Linked DNA regions of Mus musculus: all the other regions are linked to region 1. The links are chromatin contacts, called in public promoter capture Hi-C maps. All regions are on one chromosome and are shown on one strand. The core of a region is the stretch at or near the end of the contact, and the rest is flanking DNA. Distances in the headings are between cores, read along the strand shown.

Region 1 (2,581 bases), core at 27-2,526:
CCTGGAACTTGCTTGTACACCAGGCTGACCTAGAACTGACAGATTTGCCTGCCTGACTCCCAAGTGCTGCGATTAAAGGCATGTATCACTTACCACTGGTGACATAATTATTCTTCTTCAACTTTATCTAGATACCAGCATTAAATTGTAGTGGAATCCTTTAAAAAACAAAACGTCTCTAAATGATAGGGCTACAGGGTCTTCCTTAATTTCATTGTCAGCACAATCTTGTACAATACAGAATGAAAGGTACCCTCATTCTCTCTGTATAGAGTAACACTGAAACTGGGGAACTTAAGTAATTTCACTTACTCAAGCTCTCAGAAAAACTAGCATGCCAAGGTCTTTGGCCTATTAACTCCCCTCTCCCAGGAACCTGTCAGTTTATTACCAACGTACTTATATTCTTCTCCTCAACAAATTGTAACTAAGAGCCTAATAACCATCTACTACTTGCCTTGCCATTATTCTGAGTCTAGAAACGCGATGGGACACAAATACTGTTCAATAAATACACACTTCTGTCAGGGCCCCACTCAGTGCTAGGTTTGCTCAGTTGCACAAAAACTACGTCGGAGCCTTGAAGCACAACCCCTGCGGGACTGTCCTTTCTACTCCAGGAACTTCAGTAACAGAAGTGACTCATCTCTTTACCTTACCGGTTCTCAAATTAATAATCTGAGATGCCAACGGAAAAGAATGAATTACACCGACCTCTCTCCACGCCTACACTCAAAGTTACTTAAATGTCAAAGCGCGGTAGTAAAACACAAAAGAAGTGAGACTGAAACAGCTCTCCTCTACGGGAGACTGCAGCCACCCCCAGGCCCCGGCAGGTCGCTTCCGTCTCCGTCCGGGATTGCAGAGACACCGGAGAGAAGCCCCGGGAGCGCGGCCAGCGGCGTCCAGACCCGACCCCGGCTCGGCGGAGGTCTTGGGCTACCGGCTCCCGCGCGTCCCTACCTGCGCACACACCTGGCCGCCCACGGGACCGCGGAGGCCTGGCCCGAACCCGCCGCAGGTCAGCTTCCGCCCCCGAGAGCGCCGGCGGCCGGGCTCCCGGCTCCCGAGGCCCGGGCCGCTCGGAGGCCCGAGCGGGAGGCGACAAGGCCCAGAGGCGGAGGACCGGAGGGGCGCGGGGTGGGCGGCTACCTGCGAGCAGAAGTACGAGCCCTGGATGCCCAGCTTGATGCAGGTGGGACACTGGAGCTTGGCCTCGCTGCTGCAGCCGTCCGTCTCGCACACCCGCGTCTCCACCGCCGCCATGCTGCCTGGCTGCCGGAGGAGGGAGGAACCGCCACAGGGCGGGGAGAGGGACCCAGCCGGGGAGGAGCTCCGATGGCAGGCCTAGGCGCCGGACCGGGAGGACCAGGGCCCGCCCCTACGCAGCGCGCCCCCGCCCCCCTCCGCGCACGCGCGGCCAGGGCCCCGCCCCTTAGCGCGCGCTCACCTGCTGCCCCGCCCCTCCCTCCGGTTCGGCCGACCCCCCGCCCTGACAGCCACGCCCTCTCCGCGCACGCGTAGTGGCGACCCGCCCGGCAGCCTTTACGCCGCCTCCCCTGCCCCGCCCCAAGGCTTGCGGTGGCGGCGACGCCACGTGGGGTCAGCGGAGATCCTACACCCCATGACGTTGGGACCCCGAGCGTGAAATTCTTGAGCCTTCGGTGTTTCATTCACTCGCAGGTGGTTGGGAAGGGCGTGGATTCCTCAGTTTGGTTCGCCGGGAGCTTCTTGGGGACTAATTCCCTTTTCTGAGTTCCGCTTCTCTCTGCCAGTGTTCTCCTCAAAATAAAAAAGAAAGAAAAAATTACGCTCATTCTTAAAAAAATATCAATGGACCGAGATGGGACTGAAATACGCTCTTCCTCATGTCTTTCCACACCCCGCTATTGAAATACATAGCGCTAGTAGCTGCCAGATAGTTCAATATCGATGATTTAAAATATATATATATTATCTGATTTTATAGTTTGAGCGAATTCCACCAATCAAGAATTGAGGGGGGTTAGCCGGGTAGTGGTAGCGCATGCCAAACTTTAAACCTAGCACTCAGATCTAGAGGCAGGCAGATCTCTCTGAGTTGGAGGCCAGCCTGGTCTACAGAGTAAGTTCTTGGATAGCCAGGGTTACCCATAGAAACCCTGTCTCAGAAAACAAACCAAAAGAGAAAAGAAAAGAAATGCGAGAATTAAAAGGCTCTAGAGTTTATCAGATACAACCCGGTAGCCTAAATCTTTCAAACACATAATCAGTAGACAACAACTGCCGTTTTCTATTTTTTTTTTTTGTTTGTTTGTTGCTAGAGGAATGCTGTGACTTTTAAAAAAATCTTTTCCACCTTAATACACCAGAAAAGCTCATGTTTTCTTGAATAACTTTTCCTGTATAACCAACCACTGTAAACTTTTAATAAAAATGTATACATTTAAGAAAATTAGTGACTGCATATGTGTATATGTTTGTATATGACATCTAACTGTATAAATCCCAGCTTCCTAAACTGTGGCTCTCAACTTCTAAATATGGAGTAACAAAATTTTTGGCAATAGTAAGCAGTTTTTGACAGCCTAACAACCAAAAG
Region 2 (2,581 bases), core at 32-2,531, 250 kb before region 1:
TTTCCACATCTCACGGATCCCAGGAGAATGAACCAATCAGTCCCCTCTTTCTCGTCTTCCTCTCCTCCCTGTACCTCTCCCCCAGATTCCTGCGACCTCATGCACATAATGCCTCCTGTGGAATAGATCTGGACTAGCTAATCACAGTGCTCCTCTTTTTCTCCTCTTAAAAATAACAAAAAAGGGTATTTTCATTCATTCATTCATTCATTCAAAGAGCAAAGGAGGAGGCAGAACCAAAGTCTTCCCAACATCTTTTCCCTCCCGGACCCTCAAAGTATGAGGTGGCCTGATCAATGTACACCATGCCTGAGTGAGGGACATTGATGACTGTTCATATGGAAGTGGAAGGAACAGGATGTCTCCTGAAAGGGTCTCAGGAATGCCACCACAGGTGTGCCTAGAGGCCAGGGCTCAGAGTCCCTCTACCTCTCCTCCCTGCTATCAGAGCAGAATCTCTTTCTTACTCTTCTCTGGCCTCTCTGTCCCTCCGTCACAGAGGACAGTGAGTTATGTTAGTCAACTGTCGCATGCAGTTTAACCTCCCTGAGGAGCTGGCTCTAGAGGCAGGGTGGAAACCCCCCATTAAGATCCAGGCATGATTATCCTATAGAGTGTCCTCTGAGATCCTTTCTCCAGCGGGCTGGCCCCTGACCCTTGTGAGAAAGGGAACAGAAAACTGAAAAATTGTTTGAAGTGAAGATATTCATGTCCGTAAGACCAAAGAGTGTAATGTGGGAGTCAAAACCCTGGCCCAGAACACAGCGGGGAGCCAAACACTCCCAGACAGCCCAGACACCCTCCCAACGCAAAAGACTCAGCCGCAGTTTGTTAAAATACCTGTGGTGGTGGTGGGTGGGGGCTGAAGAGATGGCTCAACAATTAAGAGAATACACTTCTCTTCCAGAGAGTCTGTCTGAGTTCAATTTCTAGCACCTATGCCAGGTGGCTCAAACTCCAGCTCCATAGGATTTTGTCCCTCTCTCCTGGCCTCTAGCTAGAGGCCCAGGGCACACGGCAGATCTACATACATATTCACACATTAAAATAAACTCTTTTAAAATATGTGAACTTCCTGTGGCAGGAAGAACTAGTTTGAAGTCTCACCCAGAAGAAGATAGCTGTTTGGGACTCTAAGTCAGTCGCACTGGCTGACTGTTGCTTTCCCCAGTGGTTTCTGCTGGTCGGTGTGTCTGTTCAGAAGTCCGTCTGTCTTTCTGTTGTTCACTGAGTTAGCCTTTCATCCCTGCTGGTTGTGCTTGGCGAGCTCACTCCTTCACTCTCTGTACGAGACTAACACTGAATTAATAACTAAACGATTATTTAGTGACACAGGGTCAGTGAATAATCTGGGCTCACCTGGAACTCACTATGTTGTCAAGGATGGCCTCTAACTTCTGATTCATGCTATACTGGGAATAAAATCCAGGATTTTGTGCACACTAGGCCAGCAGTCCACTAACTCAGCTACTTTCCCAATCCCTATTATGGTATTCTTAGATTTCTTGAGCTTTAAAAAATAAGTTAACTTAGTATTCACCAAAAACAAAAGTCAAAACCATCCAGAGCCATTGCGTATGACTTACAGTTTGTGTAGCTAATTTTCACTATCCTTTTGAAAACTGCCAATCACTCAGTGTAAATTCTGCTATCCTGTTATCTTCAACCAACTTAAGGTACGGTGAGAACTTGGGGAAACCCCATGGTCTGCCTCTTGTCTTGTCCCTAAGATGTATTTCTACAATCTTCCCTAAGCTAAGCAACTGAAAGGCAACCCCAAACACATTGCTCCTTTGATTAGAAGGTGTTCAGAGACTCCATTTTTTCCCTCTGGGTTTCTTAACAGAACTGGAGCCCCTTGCACCAGCTGAATAACTTCTCTCTGCCTCTGCACCAACGTTGTCTGCTTAGCACGTGTTAAAGAAAAATGCTTGCGGCTGTGGCACTAACCCCACAGGGACATCTTCTCTTTCGTTGGATTCCCTCTGTAAGTCCTCCTGTGATCTCCGTTCATGCTACCCTCCCTGCCACCAATAATTTCTGCTCCTCCTTTAGGGGTCAGCTTAGTCCTTTTAAGGATATCTATTCTGACCCCAGTCATGGGCTCTCCAGTACCCGGATGTGATTCGGCCATCATGTGTACCACGGCTTACTTTACTTTTATGTCCCTGCTGTTCCTTCACAGGACTAGTCACCTGTCACCAGCTGCTGGAACAAGAAGTGACATCTATCAGGTCTGAAGTACATGTGAACATGAAAGACTAGTTTCTTCTCCAGAATTTCTAAAAAACCAGAAGGTGGCAGTATAGAGCTCTCTCTCTCTCTCTGTGTGTGTGTGTGTGTGTGTGTGTGTGTGTGTGTGTGTGTGTGTGTGTGTGTGTGCAAATTGGCCAGTTAGTTAATCTAGGAAGAAAGGCAGAAAATTCTCTCTCTCTCTCTCTCTCTCTCTCTCTCTCTCTCTCTCTCTCTCTCTCTCTCTCTCTCACACACACACACACACACACACACACACACACACACACACACACACACACACATTGGGATAAACTTTCAACTGAGCCTTGTTTTTCTTTCCCAGTAG
Region 3 (2,581 bases), core at 52-2,551, 150 kb before region 1:
ATTGTTTTGATTCTAATTGTGCTATGCTTATCATTTTAACTAGACTGAAGAATTGTAGGCACTCAACCTTTAACTTGTTGTTATGGGAGATATTTTAGAGCTGTAGCCCTAAGGAACTTATTATGCATCTATTTTGATGGCTAAAGCAAGGAACACCACGTTCTCCTCTATTTCATATTTGGTAATTTCTACTACAGACTAATGGCTTGAATGACCAAGAGCAGTGTTAATAGAACACCATGACCAACAGCAGTGTTATAGAACACCATGACCAACAGCAGTGTTACAGAACACCATGACCAACAGCAGTGTTATAGAACACCATGACCAAGAGCAGTTTAAGGAAGAAAGCATTTATTTTACCACATGATTCCAGAGGGAGAGTTCACCATGCTGAGGAAGGCATGGTACGGTGGCAGATGCATTCATGAAGCTGATAGAGGGAGAGGAAGAGGAAGATGGAGACAGAGACGGAGATGGAGACAGAAACACAGAGAGACAGAAACACAGAGAAAGACTCATGGAGAGAATAGGAAGCAGTGTGGGATCATAAACCTTCACACACACACACACACACACACACACACACACACACGTACAACGTCCCCCAAATGTCCCCACCAGCTGGGGGTCAAAGGTTCGAATTCAGGAGCCTCGGAGACATTTCTTATTTTAACTACCACACGTATGTATTCATACTGAGTTGAGTTTCTTGCTTCTACAATCAGTAAAAGAGGCTTCCTAAGATGCAGCAAATGCAACCATAAGCAGCCTAGCTCCAAATGCAGGCTAGCCTTCAGGTGGCAATCCAGCTCAAAGACATTAGCCAGAAGGCAGCAGTTCAAAACAGAAGTTTGGGAGCAGTCAGCAGCGTAACACAAGACTTCAGGAGTGTATGTAGATCAAGACTTCAGGCGTGTAGATCACTGCTGAACCCCGTGCTTGCGGGAACCAATGGCCACCTGCTACTCTTAGAGGCTAGCTTTTATTTTTACATAAAATTGATTCAAATGTGGATAGGTCATGTCACACATGCACCAGGAAGGAAGGAAAAAGATTACTGACAAAATGGTACTTGCTGGGAGAGCAAGACAGGCTCTCAAGAAGGGACATAAGTGGTTTGAAAGCTCACGGTGAAGCCAGGCCAGCAACATTAATGGAGACTGCTGAGATTCATCGTATAGTCAGAGAGAGGGCATGAAAGGAGCGGGAATGGCGAGGACATGACAGCTGCCACAAATAGCCAACGTAAAGTCCGGCTTCATTACAGCCACTTCCTGTGACCGGAAATACTGCAGGAGGGAGAGGAAGGGCTGGCTAACGTCAGGATGGAAGAAGCGTCATGTGTCTGGGAAAGCTGAAGCCTACAAGGTTCTCCATGACCTTTCCCAAGGGTCGTGGAAGCAGTTAAGCAACTGCTCAAGAGAGACTCTGACCAGCAAGGCGCAGAGAGGTCTCTGAGACTGTGGAACTCCTGTGCAAGCCATGCGGAGCGTTCCAGAGATTCAGCCGGGTGATGATGATGCGGCTGCTTTGAAGCCATCCTTGCTCCTGCAAATGATGCTTCACCCCTGTTAGGAGCCCCAATAAAAACTCAGTGGTTCAACAAGTTAGACTCCGGTGCAGTCGTTACTTCAGTCCGCCCTGCATTTACTCTCTGAGGTGAGTAGATGTATGCTTCATGCTGCTCTAGCAAATATTTGTCAAAAAATAATAATAATAATTGCTTTTCATTGATTGTGCCAGTTTAAAACATAATGTATGTGTTTTTTGATGGTTCTTGTTTTCTCGCTTATATTAATGCTTGATGTGTTTTTCTTTCAAGGTGTTAAATGTGCAGAGCTTGATGTGTTTTTCTTTCAAGGTGTTAAATGTGCAGAGCTTGGTAGGACACTCCCGTATACGTGGCACTTCGGCAGGTAGAGGCAGGTAGATCTACTACAACCTGTTTAATTTCACTCTCTCGTACACCCGCCCCACCTGAACACCCTTTATCAATCTGTACTTTTCTTTCTAATTTTTTCTCATGCCTCATAATTCCCCCCACCCCACCCCAGCCCATCCACAAACTCAGGGCAGCTGAAACAGGAATCCTTGTTTGAACCTTGGGACAAGCTAAACCTATAAGTCTTTAGGAAGTTTGGTCTGCTCGTCCAGAAAGGAATGATTCAAAACATGTAGCCTAAAAGTGGTGTTCAGTATCAGAAGACAGGATGTGCAAATGGTTCGCTGCAGAAACTTTTCTTCATCTCTTTTCTTCTAAAACACCCACTCCCTTTCCTCTTTTGCTTCTACTCCACCATCTTTCCTCCTCAGCTTTCCTCGCCGGCTTCTTCCTTCTGTTATCCTTCTCTCTTTGGATTTTTTTCATTTCTCTCTTTCTCTTCTCCTCCCTCCCTGGTTAGTGCATAGCATAGCGCGGCTGAGTCACTGTGGAGTATAAGAGAACATTTGTGCTCAGTCCAGCAGGTAACCGCTTGAGACAGAAGAGCCCTCCAGTCTAAACCTTCCAGAAGCAAAGATGGAACAAGCCAGCCTCGCCACAAAAACATCCAGCAATGTAAGTCAGGGTTTGCTCTTG

Evidence for each region. Promoter capture Hi-C pulls out the DNA fragments that hold promoters and counts their contacts. Capture Hi-C pulls out chosen DNA fragments and counts their contacts.
Region 2: a contact with region 1 is called in a promoter capture Hi-C map of adipose tissue. The contact joins the promoter of 0610031O16Rik here to the promoter of Metap1 in region 1.
Region 3: a promoter capture Hi-C map of liver shows a contact between it and region 1. The contact joins the promoter of Adh6b here to the promoter of Metap1 in region 1. A contact is called at or near these places in 2 of 39 promoter capture datasets (cranial neural crest and liver) and 1 of 9 other capture datasets (adipose tissue).

The regions. Positions count from the first base shown.
Region 1 is chr3:138,488,106-138,490,686 of GRCm38.p6, forward strand. Metap1 (methionyl aminopeptidase 1) reads right to left here and starts at 1,277. Exons shown (of 11, transcript NM_175224.4): 1 at 1,153-1,277. The coding sequence starts at 1,266.
Region 2 is chr3:138,238,382-138,240,962 of GRCm38.p6, forward strand. It overlaps 0610031O16Rik (RIKEN cDNA 0610031O16 gene), which reads right to left and starts at 1,282. Exons shown (of 3, transcript NR_045760.1): 1 at 1,108-1,282.
Region 3 is chr3:138,340,338-138,342,918 of GRCm38.p6, forward strand. It overlaps Adh6b (alcohol dehydrogenase 6B (class V)), which reads left to right and starts at 1,302. Exons shown (of 11, transcript NM_001370857.1): 1 at 1,302-1,662; 2 at 1,826-1,929; 3 at 2,462-2,560. The coding sequence starts at 2,522.